Regions from separate parts of the Mus musculus genome. Here regions 2 and 3 are each linked to region 1. The links are chromatin contacts, called in public HiChIP or PLAC-seq maps. All regions are on one chromosome and are shown on one strand. The core of a region is the stretch at or near the end of the contact, and the rest is flanking DNA. Distances in the headings are between cores, read along the strand shown. Region 1 holds the start of Mri1 (methylthioribose-1-phosphate isomerase 1). Region 2 overlaps Cacna1a (calcium channel, voltage-dependent, P/Q type, alpha 1A subunit). Region 3 overlaps Cacna1a (calcium channel, voltage-dependent, P/Q type, alpha 1A subunit).

The links. HiChIP or PLAC-seq counts read pairs in DNA pulled down with a chosen protein or histone mark.
Region 2: a contact with region 1 is called in an H3K4me3 HiChIP or PLAC-seq map of forebrain, with 3 times the contacts expected there. The contact joins the enhancer-like site here to the promoter of Mri1 in region 1. A contact is called at or near these places in 6 of 39 promoter capture datasets (the C10 cell line, cranial neural crest, frontonasal cranial neural crest and 2 more), 1 of 484 Hi-C or Micro-C datasets (embryonic stem cells), 17 of 115 datasets of contacts at active chromatin or transcription factors (astrocytes, bone marrow-derived macrophages, differentiating embryonic stem cells and 9 more) and 1 of 9 other capture datasets (pancreatic islet).
Region 3: a contact with region 1 is called in an H3K27ac HiChIP or PLAC-seq map of embryonic stem cells, with 3 times the contacts expected there. The contact joins the enhancer-like site here to the promoter of Mri1 in region 1. A contact is called at or near these places in 7 of 39 promoter capture datasets (the 3T3-L1 cell line, cranial neural crest, frontonasal cranial neural crest and 4 more), 1 of 15 datasets of contacts at CTCF or cohesin (the NIH/3T3 cell line), 12 of 115 datasets of contacts at active chromatin or transcription factors (bone marrow-derived macrophages, craniofacial prominence, embryonic forebrain and 4 more) and 1 of 9 other capture datasets (pancreatic islet).

What each region holds. Positions count from the first base shown.
Region 1 is chr8:84,254,591-84,259,069 of GRCm38.p6, reverse strand. Mri1 (methylthioribose-1-phosphate isomerase 1) reads left to right here and starts at 1,746. Exons shown (of 5, transcript NM_026423.4): 1 at 1,746-2,180; 2 at 2,651-2,826. The coding sequence starts at 1,810. Ccdc130 (coiled-coil domain containing 130) reads left to right here. Exons shown (of 10, transcript NM_026350.3): 10 at 144-1,303. The coding sequence ends at 589.
Region 2 is chr8:84,632,335-84,636,813 of GRCm38.p6, reverse strand. Cacna1a (calcium channel, voltage-dependent, P/Q type, alpha 1A subunit) reads right to left here. Exons shown (of 47, transcript NM_007578.3): 41 at 3,498-3,607; 42 at 3,263-3,401; 43 at 3,051-3,164; 44 at 1,230-1,265; 45 at 116-302. Gm39212 (a long non-coding RNA gene) reads left to right here. Exons shown (of 3, transcript XR_003947427.1): 2 at 1-3,774. Among named protein-coding and RNA genes, the nearest start is that of Gm39212, 4.0 kb to the left of the region's middle. Within about 2 kb of position 1,918, at least 62 of the 459 cell types and tissues checked have an H3K27ac peak or open chromatin away from gene starts, as enhancers often do. A contact at or near this core is called in differentiating embryonic stem cells, embryonic stem cells and forebrain, where this site is marked.
Region 3 is chr8:84,597,944-84,602,422 of GRCm38.p6, reverse strand. It overlaps Cacna1a (calcium channel, voltage-dependent, P/Q type, alpha 1A subunit), which reads right to left. Exons shown (of 47, transcript NM_007578.3): 32 at 918-1,034; 33 at 602-667; 34 at 384-499. Among named protein-coding and RNA genes, the nearest start is that of Gm32854, 11 kb to the right of the region's middle. Within about 2 kb of position 1,977, at least 73 of the 459 cell types and tissues checked have an H3K27ac peak or open chromatin away from gene starts, as enhancers often do. A contact at or near this core is called in embryonic forebrain, embryonic stem cells and forebrain, where this site is marked.

The DNA of each region.
Region 1 (4,479 bases), core at 497-2,996:
TTGTAGGGTTTGGAGGCACTTGGTCCCTAGAGCCCCTGTTATTTAAACTGGTGGGAAGAAAGCTCAAGACTAGGGGTGTGTGCTCTGTGCCCACTCTGCCCCTGAACTTCTGGCCCTTGTCCAATGCTCCCTTTTCCCTACAGCTTATGAGGACAAGCAGCGAATGAAGCGGACAGAGATCATCCACCGCTCTTGGTTCCCCTCAGCCCAGGGACCCAGTGCTAGCAGCAGCAAAGCTAGCAGCGTCCTGAAGAAGCTGTGCCAGGGCCGCAGACCACCCCCCAGCAGCACAGGCACGGTGGGGGACCTGGGCATAGTGAGGAGAAAGTCTCGAGACGTTCCAGAAAGTCCTCAGTGTGCAGCAGACAACTCCTTGTCAGAAGAACAAAGAAGGCCACCAGGAACCACCCAGGGTAGCAAGACACTTGAAGAGGCAGCAGAAGCATCCAGGACCAGCAAGACATCAGAATCCAAGAGAAACTGTAGTGATCAGGCCTTCCCCCTAGGTTCCTCCCAGGAGGACCTGCTGAACCCCAACACCCCCAATGCCTCCCTGGTGGCTGACTACTCTGACTCAGAGAGCGAGTAAGGGAGTCAGAATTCCAGGACCAGAAGCCATGACGCGTCCAGACCTTAGGGACTGGCACATTGCTGCCAGCCCAGATACAGACCTACCTTCCTATACAGATTATTATTTATTTGGTTTTGGTGAGAATGCCTGTGCCTTGATGTAACCCTGATACCTGAGCATTAAAGTGCTGTTCTTTGTCCCTGCCTTGTTTCTAAACTCATCTAGTAGCTGCCCTGCCCTCACTTCCAGCCAACTAAGCAGATGCTGCTGCATCGTTGTGACGGCAGTGTGGCCCCACAAAGCCCGATGAAGGGTTTGAGATACTGACCAAGATTGGCCACGGCCTGGGGTGACGTCCCCTTATGAGGTGTCAAGGACTACATAAGGAAGGTTGAAAGAGGGCCAGGCTGCTGGAGCCAGAGAAATAAAGCTAACGGCAGGCAGGAAGAACATCCAAACTCCATGTCATGGGCTGGTGTGGGTCACTCATAGTGGCCAGCCAGTAGGGATGTTTGTGAAACAACCTCAAAAACACCCTAATCCAGCCAGGCATAGTGGGCAGACAACCGTCATCCTGGCACCCCAGCAATAGAGACAAGGTGTGGTCCAGCTTTAAAATAGGGTTTCTCATGTATCCCTGGCTGTCCTGGAACTCGTTCTGTAACTATTGTGGAGCCAGATTCACAAATATATCTCTACCTCCTGAATGCTGGAATTAAAATCTGAGGTTTATTTTTGTGTGTTTGCATGTTGTGAGTATGTTGTCTCACTGAGGTTTGAAAGAGGGCCTTGAATCCTTTAAAACTAGCGGCAGTCGTGAAGCCTTTGGTCCTCTACAAGAGCAGAATGCACGCCTAACCATTGAGCAATCTCTTCAGGCCCTGAGAATAAACGTCCCTCATGGTGCTTGCTTTTTTTTAAAAAAATGGAGACAAAAGTAGTCCCACGGAAGGTCGTTTGACACGCTGATTAAGCGCTGGGTGTCTGTGAGCCGTGGATAGGCAGAGCTGAGAGTTCCAAGTCATCGCTTCAGTAACGGATGGACGATTTCCGGCAAAAAAATAGCCCCATCACCAAGCATCTTGGAGCTAGAACTCGGCCTTGGGAGAAGTTACAGCCACTCTGGAAGACGCTAATCGCCCGATAACCTAGGAGCGCGTGCGCATGCGCACGCGGCAGGACGCAACTCCGCCCCGCAGCCTGTGCAGGATTCCTCGTGGCCCTGCAGGGTAGGCAACATGACACTGGAAGCGATCCGCTACTCGCCCGGCTCGCTGCAGATCCTCGACCAGCTGCAGCTGCCAGAGCACTGCCACTATGAGGCACTGAGCTCCGTGCAGCAGGCTAGTGAAGCCATCCGCGCCATGAAGGTGCGCGGAGCCCCGGCCATCGCGCTGGTCGGCTGCCTCAGCCTGGCCGTGGAGCTGCGGGCCGGCGCCGGCGGTCCCGGACTCGCTGCTCTGGTGGCCTTCGTGCGAGACCAGCTGCGCCTCTTAGTCGCCGCCCGGCCCACCGCTGTCAACATGGCCCGCGCCGCCCGCGATCTGGGTCAAGTGGCAGCCCAGGAGGCGGAACGAGAGGGTGCCACTGAAGAGACCGTGCGGGAAAGGTACGGGATCCTGGACCAGTCTTGTGTGCTCTGCCCAGCTTTCCTCTCTACCATTTTCTTTCCCATCCCACTTCCGGTCCAGCCACTTGGTTCTTACTGCTTTTCTGTTGCACCGGTACGGCTCCTGCCTGTGGCTGAGACTAGAGTCTAGAGCATTAAAGCACTGGAGTTAGAACTTCATCTCCAGGTTCCTGCTCCTTCCCCTCCCCTTCTGTAAAAACACCTTGTCCCTGATTCTGCCCCTTCCTGTTCATCAACTGCCTCTCCCACCATGACGTCATCATCACAGAGGTAAAGGGTTTCCTCCTGTTTACTGCTGTGCGTCAGCCCCAGCTCCTGGCTCACTTATATTAGTGATCAGAGTGGAAGTGTCCTCAGGCTCTCAGAACCCCACCTCACCTTTAAAGGGCGGCCCCTTCAAAGTTAGCCAGCTCCCTTCCAACAGTGCTAAGAGCTTCTTCTGTCCCCAGAGTGATCCGCTTCGCCGAGGATATGTTGGAGAAGGACCTCAAAGACAACCGGAGCATCGGGGACTTGGGAGCCCGCCATCTCCTAGAGCAGACCAACCCCAGGGGTGGCAAGGTGACCGTGCTGACCCACTGTAACACGGGTGCTCTGGCCACTGCTGGCTATGGTACAGCGTTAGGTGAGGAGGCACCTTCAATTGTTAGGGCATGGGACATGTTATGGGATGCAAGGCAAAGCAACTGGAGCTGGGGGTGTAGTTCAGTGGCAAGAGTACTTGCTTAGCTAGGGCTGGCTCAGCAGCTTAAAAGTATGGACCCCTCTTGCAAAGACCTATTAAGTTCTCAGCACCCACAGTAACTACCTGCAGCACCCTCTTCTGGCCTCCACGAGCACATGCCCTTACATGCATAGAGACACACATGTACATAATTAAAAATAAACACTAGGGCTGGAGAGATGGCTCAGTGGTAAAGAGCATTGACTGCTCTTTCAAAAATCCTGAGTTCAATTCCCAGCAACCACATGGTGGCTCACAACCCGTCTGTAATGGGATCTGATGCCTTCTTCTGGTGTGTCTGAAGACAGCAACGGTGATGTATTCATATGCATAAAATACATAAATAAATCTTTAAAAATAAAAATAAATACTTTAAAAGAGTACATACTTAGCTTAGAATACACAAAATCCAGGATTTAGTCCCCAAAACTCAAATGAAGAAACTACTTCAACCACAGAAGTGTAAATATTAGTTTTGTTTTGATTTTTCAAATCATATTTTGTGTATACCTGCTGTGCATATGTGTACCATGCATGTACATTGTGCCCAGAGGACAGAAGATGGTTTTGGATCCCCTGAAGCTAGAGTTACAGATGATTATGAGCCACCATGTGGGTATTGGGAACCAAACCCAGGTCCTCTGTAAGAGCAGCAAGTTCTCCTAGCCACTGAGCAGTCTCTCCAGCCCCGCATATTAGTTTGTTCGTTTTTCCTACTCCCAGTATAGCAGCTCCTGTACAGAAACCCTTGGGGAGTTGTCTGCAGGGGTGGCTACATCAAGGAGTCCAACCCATGCATTAGAACCCTGGCCCTCCCTGTGCACATGGATTGAAGTAGTTCTGCTATCAGAGTCTACAAACTTCCCCGGGTCACCTGCCTGGCCTGGCCCGCGCCACATACCTACAGAAGGGGCATAGTGTCAACTCCCAGAGGACAGAGGAGCTGAGAGTGACACCCCCTGAGTAAGTGGCCACAAGATAGCAATTTGGGAGTCAAGGCAGCAGATTCCTCCTGGCCCTTGGTTGTCCCAGAAGCTCTGCTGTCTGCCAGAGTCAGAGCTCAATCTCAGAAAGAAGCTCCTGTGCCCCGTTTATTGACTCCACTAACAGTCATGAAGCAACTACTGACTGTTGCAGCGAGTGAGAACACAGTGATGAACCATGGGAGAGACACCAGGCACCTGCAGCCTAGAATACAGAGAGGAATGACAAGGGGCTTAGAGGCATGGGTGAGCAGTGGAGCACGACTGAGAATCCTCCTCCGAGGAGCTGTGTGTGTGGCTGTAGAGCACTTGCCTCCAGAATGCAAAGCTATGGGCTCCTTGCATCCCCAGCAAAACAGACAGAAGGCGCTAAAGGCCACTCAGCAGGCTAGGACAAAGAAGGTCATCTTTCAAGGCTTAACCTGAGCCATATAGCAAGACCCTGTCTCAATGACAAATGTCCTAAATGATGAGGACAGGCCAGGGCTAAAGATCAGAACAGTGCGGTTGCTGTGTGAGACCAAGGAGCTTCAGGGTGTCAGGATGGAGACGTAAAAATGATGTGGGAAAG
Region 2 (4,479 bases), core at 669-3,168, 380 kb before region 1:
TGGCCTCCAACTCCAGGTCCTAACCCTCTCTCTCCCAGCTTCTCCCTTTTTTGGCATCCCCCTCCCCCTCCTTCTATTTCTTTATGGATCTGTTCTGGGTCCTGTGGTAGCCTACCTGTGTCCACATCAGTGTATCGGCCCAGAGAGCGCTCAGAGGTGCGGTGGCCACGGTCCCGGCGACGTTGGTGGTACCGTTGGTTCTCCTCAGGCGGTACCCGCTCTAGTGAGTAGTCATCCAGTCGCCGGGCTTTGGGTCCCAGCACAGAGGCTGAGCGCTTCATGGGGCTGGTATCAGAGATGGTCTGGGGGAGGGGCACAGGCGTGGGCAGAGTTAATGGCCAGCATTTTCATGGCCTGCTCCTTCCAGCCCTGCAGCCCACCTGGCTGACTGGTGACAGAATCAGAGTGTGTGAGCATCCAGGGATTATGTCCAGAGGTGCAGTGGTGGGTTTGAGTGTCTGGCTTGCTGGCTGCAGGGGTGGAGCCCTACGGATACTTGAGTCCAGTGACAGGAATGTTGTGGCTTCTTAGGGTATGTGCTGGACTTTGGCCAGAAGGCCCTGGCTAACCCCTCGCCCTGCTCTCCAGGAGGCCCTGGTGTTCAGGCTGGCTGACTGACAAGAAGCATACTCAGTTTGCAGAGTGCAGACCTGGGAGCCCTGCTTCTCCTTGGCCCAACTCTCTTGCCCCTCACGCCCATCCCCACCTCTGGTCCCTATCCCTCAGGCCCAGCTTGGCCTGCCCTAGCAGTGGAGGTGCTGGAGACCATTCTGAGTCTGCATTTACTGTCCCAGAATCCTTGCTCTTGCTCTGCCATGGACAGTCTTCAGGTCTCTCTGTAGCAGGCAGAAGAAGGAAGACAGGGCCAACTGGACCAGGCCTGCTCCAACTCTGATGTGCAGGACCCAGCCCAAGGCAGGAGCTAAGGGACCTGAGGCAGTAGGCCAGTGGTCACTGGTTGAACTGGAGGAACAGACCCGCAAGAAATGGGCAGGGTGGGCAGGTCGGCCTCTTGGAGGCTCTGAAGACGATGTGGGGTGCCGTGTGGCCCCTTGCACACACAGGACACAACACACAAGGAAGGGGCTCCTCCAACACACAAGGTGGGGCTAGGGTGGGATCTGGAACGAAAGGGTAGGGTGGAGGGTAGTGGGAGATGGTGGGAGCTGTCACAGACAGGGCAGGGAGGGAGAGGGGCTGGAGCCGAGCTGGCCGGGCGCGGTACATACACTGAGGTCATTTCCACGTGGCCGGCCCCTTCTCCTCTGTCCCAGCCCCACAGGATGGCGCACACAGAAAAAACAGAAAGAAGGAAATAAATATAAAAGGCAGAAAGGATGGTGAGTGGGTGGTCCATGCAGGAGGTGGAGGGTAGAGAGGTTAAAACTCGGTGTCAGTGGTGTCGGATGAGGGGGTGCTCCAGGACCCCGCTGGCTGTCCCCCACAACAGGCACAGAAGAGACAGGAGACAGACAGATGGCAGAGACACGAGACTGACAGATGGGACAGCAAGGCCACAGGCTCCTGGCCCATTTCATGCGATGCACTGCGGCCCAGCACCCCTCCCCCGCCTCGCCCCAGCTTCAGCTCAAAGCTTCCAGGTGGCCTTCAGCCCAGCTTGGCTCATCTCTGTTTTGGGACCAGCAGGCCAGGCCTGACAGAAGGGATGGGGCAGCTACATGCACCCCAAGGTCACAACAGCCAGAGGCCAGGCCCTTGGGCCATGATGACCCAGCCAGACACAGCGAATCTGCTACATAATGCAGGGCAAGCTGCCCCAGCCAGACATGCCTGCCCCCTCCCGCTGCCCCCCTCCTCCTGCCCTTTCTTCTTGTCCTCAGTAGCAGCCTGGGCTTTATCCCCATTCCCGATTGCATTGCGATTGCGCAGTAGCCAGGCATGCTTGTTTCTCTGTCCCCATGGGGATCTTGCCTTCCCTATAAGGGGCTGGAGTAGCTAAGAGAAGCAGCCACACTGAGACACACATACCATGTACACACCCAACCCCCCAACCCTCCCAGACATGTGACAGCCATCCCAGGAACACCCAGACTCTGCTTTGTGATTCTTCAGACATGCTCTATTCCTGAAGGCAGCAGGCCATGTGCGTGCACACGGACATGCCTGTTAACACTGGGAACACACGGATGCATGTGCATGTATGTATGTATTGCATGTAAGTGGTATGTGTGTGAAGTGCACCAGGTCCGCCCATGCTAAGCAGGGGGATACCATGAGCTCCACTCTCCAGCTGTGGAGTTAGGATTCTAGTTTTCTTTTTTTTTTTTAATTAGTTTATTATTTGTGTACATGTGTGTGAGTTTGTGCACCTGTGTGTAGGTGCTTGAGAAGGCGAGGAGAGGGCACTGGGTCCCTGGAGCTCTGGTTACAGGAGGCTGTGAACCGGCATGTGCTGGAATTCAGTCAGGTCTTCTGCAAGAGCAGCGCATGCTCTTACCCAGTGAGCCACTTCTCTAGCTACTAGTCAGGATTCTTTAGTTTTGTTTTGAGTCAGGATCTCACACAGTGAGAGGCTGGCCTCGAACTAGCTATAGAGCAGTGTCTGACTGTGAACTCCCAATCTTCCTGTTTCCACTTTCCAAGTGGCAGGATTATAGATGTAAGTCGTGTTGCTTGTTTGAGAGGTGATCCAGGTCTATAGCCTAAGCTGCCCTGGAATTCCTCTTTCCTCAGCCTCCTGGGTGTGTGAGACGCCTCATGCTGCTGAAGCAGGCATTCCCAAAGGCATCTCTCACCAGAGCTGGACCCACCCCTTCCGAGCCCACTCCGCCCCTTTGTGCTCTCAAATAGGGCAGACAGAAGCCATTTGGCACTGACTACCATGTGCCTCAAGGTGCTCCATCTCTCTCTGGCTTTTGTCAGAGAGCGGTTAGGAGGACCAGGCTCTGAAGGAGTCAGGAAAGGGTGGTCTCCACCCTAACCCACCCACGAAGCTACAGATGGTCCCACCCAGGCTGGGGTCCCCAAGGGAGAGGTATAAGATCCTCAGTAACTTGTGTGGGGCAGCCCAGAATCCTGCAAGCTCTCACCTGGTTCTCTGCTGGGAGGCGGGGCATGGAGGCGGCCCTGGTCTGGCCTTCCATGGGGAGGTAGTGTTCGCTGTCTGAGTAGCCATCAGTACCCATTTCTCGCATCTCCACAGACTGTCAGGCAGAGGGTGGGGTAGGGTGAGTCTGGAGCCTCTGTATGGGAGAACCCTTTCTGCCTGAACCACCCAGCCTGCGGTAGGGGGAAGCAGCACCTGGGAGTTGGGCTGGCTGTTAGGCATGTCGATGGGTGGCCCTCGCTCTGGGCTCCAGGTGCCAGTCTTCTGGAACATCTCTTGGGCCCGCTGGGTCACCCAGGACGGGCTCTCCTTCATGCCGCCTTCGTGAGCCATCCTGCACAGAGGCCAGAGGCCAGAAAGGGTGTGCATCCTCTGGGCTTTGGAACCTGGGGCCTGTCACCTGTCCACAATTGTTCATCTGGATACTCACAGGCCTCCTCCTGGGTCCAGCTGAGTGGAGGGAAGGGCATTCTGGCTGGGTCCTCCCTCCTGTGTTGGTGATGGAGGCTCCATGCGCTGGAACATGAGTGGTGTCCGGTTCTAGGAAGATAAGAAAGCAGTGTGCACGGAGGGCTGGACAGAGCGATCACCCACTGGAAGCTGAGGCCGAGCCTGTGTGCTGGGAGCTGAGCCCAGGACCTTGTTTTAGGAACGTATGCTACCACACCCTCAACCTCACAAGTCCTTCTTCCCTCACTTACACACAGGTGGGTCTGCTCTGTCTGCTAATTTACTCAGTTTTTGTTTGTTCTTTTGAGGACTCTCCATGTAGTCCTGGCTGCTCTGGAACTCCCTGTGTAGAACAGGCTGTCCTGGAACTCACAGAGGTCTGCCTGCCTCTGCTTCCTGAGTGCCCAAATTAAAAAAAAAAAATTTGTAGCTTTTACTTTAAATTTATTTATTTTCTGTGCCACACATGTTTTGTGTACACGTGACGGAGAATGGAACTCAGGTTTCATTCAAAGATAAGAAACTTTACCCACTGAACTATTTCTTGAGACCCTATCCAGCTTTTGACATTGGAACACAATGTTGTCATCTACAAAGTTCATGCTGGAGACCCAGGCAATCAAGATATATATGTATGTGTGTGTATAGTCATTCTCATATATACATATACATATATGCATATATTTATATATACATATATTTATATATATATAAATCTTACAGCCAAATTTATTCAGAACTAAACCATTTATCACCTATCCTTTACCAATATTCAGCTTCCACATCCCACACCTTTAATCAGTACAGAAACCTCTCTGTGCCATTTTCCCATGCACAGCCAGCCACCAGAGGGTGTCCAGTAGACTATCCTTCCTATACATAAGACCCCTCTTCTGCTCCCAGGTCATTTGGAATAAAAGTTGGAGTTCCGCCCCACCTGCAGTCTCCAGGGTCAGGGTTTA
Region 3 (4,479 bases), core at 728-3,227, 340 kb before region 1:
TAAATCATTTGAGTCTTATTGCGTGCTTTTTATGAAAAGAACTGTCTTGTTTTGTTAGTGTGTCCTTTGCGGGTCAGGGATTATTCTTTGTTTCTAGCATATGTAAGATGGTCTCAGAAGGACTCCCATCTCAAAAGCTGATCAGGAGGATTCAACTAGGTAACACCAGTGACATTCCTTCTAAGCTTGTACTCTGTCCCAGATCCTTGTCCTAAAGAAAGCACTGCTGGGAAGAAGGGACGGAGATTTGGGCAGTACTTAACTTCACCCCAACTGGAGAGTCAGAGGGATCATATTCTCAGGCAGAAGAGTAATGAACACACAGAATGAAGACAGGTCTGAACCCAACCTAAACGGAAGGACAATTCCCCCACGCCCCTCACCGGAAGAGAAGCATGAGCGCTTGGAAGAAGGTCCGGAAGTTATTGTGCTCCGTGATTTGGAATTCATCCTCGTCGCTGTCCTCGTCTTCCCCGTCAATGCCGATGTTGCCAAACACCTGCGGAGTTGGAGGGTGACCATGAGGGCAGTCACAGCCACCCTGGCTCCCTTTGACGCAGGATCCCTCCCGCAGCCCTGGTACCCACGGGTGCGGGGTCACCTGCATCCCGATGATGGCGTAGATGAAGAAGAGCATGGCGATCAGCAGACAGACATAAGGTAGGGCCTGGAGGGAAGGAAGGCAGTGAGAAAGGGCGCCACGCGACTTGCCCAGAGCCTTCTGAACTGGGTCAGGTGATCACGTGCCCCAGGCTACAGGGCTTCGGGACAGGGCCTTCAGAGCTCTGTAGACGCTGGGTGTAGACATCAGACGATTACAGAAGCACTTTCAGTGTGGTTTCCCCATTTTACCCGGAGCTAGGAGGTCTGTTCTGGCCCGGGACGGGCCGGCAGCAGTAGCGGCGGCTGTGTCTCACCTTGAAGGACTGCACGAAAGTCCAGAGGAGAATGCGGATGGTGTAACCCTGGCGGAGGAGTTTGATGAGTCTGGCAGCACGGAAGAGGCGGAGAAAGCTCAGGTTGATGAAGTTATTCTGAGGAGATGAGGAAGAAAGGTGACCTTCCACCCACCCTGAGGAGCTTAGAGTATTCAACACTCACAGAGGCCCCTACATGAAGCCAACCAATAGGAAAAAAGCAAGCCACACCCCAAATGAGGAGGGAGAGGAGAGAAAGCACCGTTAATGCAATGGAGCAGAGGGGAACTCAAAAAATAAATAAATAAAAAAGGAGTGAGGGAGAGGAGGGGGTTAGGGGAGGGAAGAGATATCAACTCAAAAGCTTAAGCCCACCCAGCCAGGCCCACTCACAAGTGGGGAAAAGGTGTGGGAAGGGGGAGGAAAAGAAAGGAACAGGGTCCAGGAGGAAATAACAAAAGAGCACAGAAAAGAAAATACATCCGAATCATCCAATCAGGAAAAAAATCGAGATGGTTTTTATTTCTCCCAACAACCAAATGCACTGAGACGATAGGACACAAGCGGGTCAAGTTGCAGAACCCAGCACAAGAGTACAAAGCACAGACACGGGCGGGGTGGGGGAAGGGCACCAGCACACGCAGGCCTAGGGGGCAAGTGCGGTTCCGAGGGCATGTTACGCTCGGGGCCAGAAATGCATCTGTCCTGGGACTCACCGGGCACCCTGCCCTGCCCTGCCCTGCCGAGCTGCCCACCCGCTCCTGCCCGCCCTGACCTCACCCCACGGCCCAGAGGAGCAGCGGCTGGAGCCAATGGGGAGAAGCGGAAGGGCATCTTTTCTTACCCCCTTGGCGAGCGGGAATGGGGAGGACGGGAGGGAGCTGGGGCTGTTCGGCTGCAGGGTGAGTCCTCGCTGCCCGCTGAGTCGGAGAAGATGCATTAGGGGCCCTTTTCCCCCCTCTCAGGGATGGCTTCTCAGCTTCTGGGGCTGGGTGGTGTCTCGGGACCAGGCCTGCGGGAAGCAGGAAGGTCTCAGCTCCCAGGGCGAGTGAGCTCTGATCAGCCCAGGGCCTACCAAGGGGCCGCTGCTGCGGGTGGGGAGATGAGGCTATTCTTGGCCCCTGGACTTCCCTAGGTGGGCCCTGCCTGTCCTCCAAACCCAGGTCTAGTCACTGCCTCTGGCCTCCCTCCCAGGCTGTTAGTGAAGAGAGACAGTGGCTGGAAACTGTGGGCAAGGCCCAGGACTCTCCAGGGGGGCATCAGCGGAGGTTGGTGATGGGTGGCAAATGACCCAATATAGCCAATGAAAGTAATTTGTTGGGCCTAAGTGGTTTTGTTTTTAAATACAAAGTTGCTAATTTTAAATTTGGACGTTGCCCACCGATCTGGATTTTTGGCTCCCCCAGGCCTCTCGTAGCTGTCCCCTGGAGTCTGGCTATATGCTCTCCAGTTTCCCGGGCTCTCTGGTGATTGGCCCACAGAGCATTGTGAGTTTTCTGCCTGGGGACCACATGGTTACGACCAGCAGGCAGGAGGCAGGAGGGAATGGGGTCTCTGGCTAGAAGGGAGCTTTCTGGTGCCCCAGTCTTAAGATCTGTAGGAGTCCTGGAGACACATCATAGGGCAAGACCGAATGAGGCCTAATGACTGGAGGTGCATGGATAAGCGGCCCTGACAAGAGCATTCTTCGGAATTTCAAGTGTCCCTATTTGCATAATGAATTATTTTTTTATTGCAAGGGGGTCATGCTATGGTTCAGTCTGGTCTTGAATTTGAGATCCTCCTGCCTCAGACTTCCAAGTGCTGGGATGAAAGGGGGGTCATCACTATGCTTTGTCTTTGGCTATATTTAGCCTCCTTCCCAGAGGCATCCTTTTACTGGGTCTTTGCCATGAGCTAGCTAGCTCTGGCTTGGAAGCAGAGAGGCAGTGACTGGATATTGAAGAATTTCGGAGCCTGGTAAGAGGCCTCTGGGGCAAAAGACTTGGCCTTTGGGCTTCTGGGATGGGGAATAGCCTTGGGCTCCTACATCAGGACACTCTTAGGCCCAACTGTTGTGAGCCTGTTCCAAAAGTCTCACATAAGCCTGCAAACCTAGCTAAGAGTCACCCACCGTGCCCCGCTGACCTGATGCCTGGTCTTGCCTGGCCACCAAGCTTTCCTGGGGATGGGACCACTAACCAAGAAGTATTCCCCACCCTCTCCCTCAACCCCCCGGAGAACAAGCCATCCCTTCCATGGGGTGGATCATAACATGTGGGCTCGGCCAGACATGCAGAGGCAGGGGTTCCTGGGAGCAGTGTGGGGCCGAGGGCAAACTGGCACATGCAGAAGCAGGGATCTAGCAGCTGCTGAGCACGCACACACATAAGGGAGGAGGGGCGGGGACCGGAGAAGTCAGGGGTCTCAGGCCTATCTGCTCTTCCGGCTCTTCCTGAGTCTGCATGGAGTCCTGCTAGCACACACAACTCCCAAGAGGCATCCTCTTACTACTCAGACCCTACCCTGTGCTCCAGGGCTAAGCTGAGCAGCAGTGGAAGATGCAGGCTCAGGTGTGTGGGATCCTGGTCCTTGTACTCTCCCCAGTGACATGCTCAGGGGCAGGTGTCCTTTGGGTTTGTAGAAGACACGGGGCACCATTCACCCCAGATTCCAAGTCTTTGCTACCTGCCGACCTGCTTCCCTGCCTGCCCTTCTGTCAAGCTCCAGGCCCCTAACTGGAGCTCTGCTGGAGTGGCTCAGATTCAAACTGGCTAGGGGTGTTCTCCGCATAACCCCTGACCTCCTCCCACTCCTAACTTCCATCTCTAGCTATCCAGAGACACCCAGTCCTACCCTTCCCCAGGCCCTGAAGAAGGCCCCTCTACCATCCTCTGCTCCCCTCCCCACATCACCTCCCATAAGGGCTTCCTGCACCTGCTTCCAGCAATCTTGTCTAATCAGTCCCAGAAGTGCACCTGGTTCAAATCCTCTCAGGTCTTCTTCCTACTCAGGATGAAGCCCAGTTGCCCAGCTCCCCCCAACCCCACACCTACTGTACCCAAGTCCCTCTCACTTGCAGACCTTGACCTCTGCATCCTCTTCCTGGCCACAGGCTGGGAGCCTGGAGTGCCTTGCTAACGTTGGCTGTTCTTCCAGCAGTGCACTTAAAGTTGCAAGTGGAACTGGGGTCCAAAGACTGCCTCCCCCTACTAACGGTCGCCAAGCAGGGAAGCACTGGGGGCTACTATTTGCCCCTTTATCAGTAGCACCTTACAGGGACCCATTGGTATCAGGTGGATGAATGCATGTTTACTGAGGGCATACCACTGGAGGGCCTCCAGAGTATCTCCAGGGAGAGGGGGCAGAAGGGCAGAGATGGGGGCAGGGTCACAGCAATTGAAGGTTGGTGAAGGGGGGCAAGAAATGCAGTGGGCATAGGTGTGGTACACAAAAGAGCTCTCGAATGCGTGTGTGCATGTGGTGTGTGTGTGTGTGTGCATGTGCATGTACTTGTGAGATCTGGAGGTTAATATTGGATGTCTTTGCTTGTTCATTCTTTATTTGGGTCACGGTTACTGTA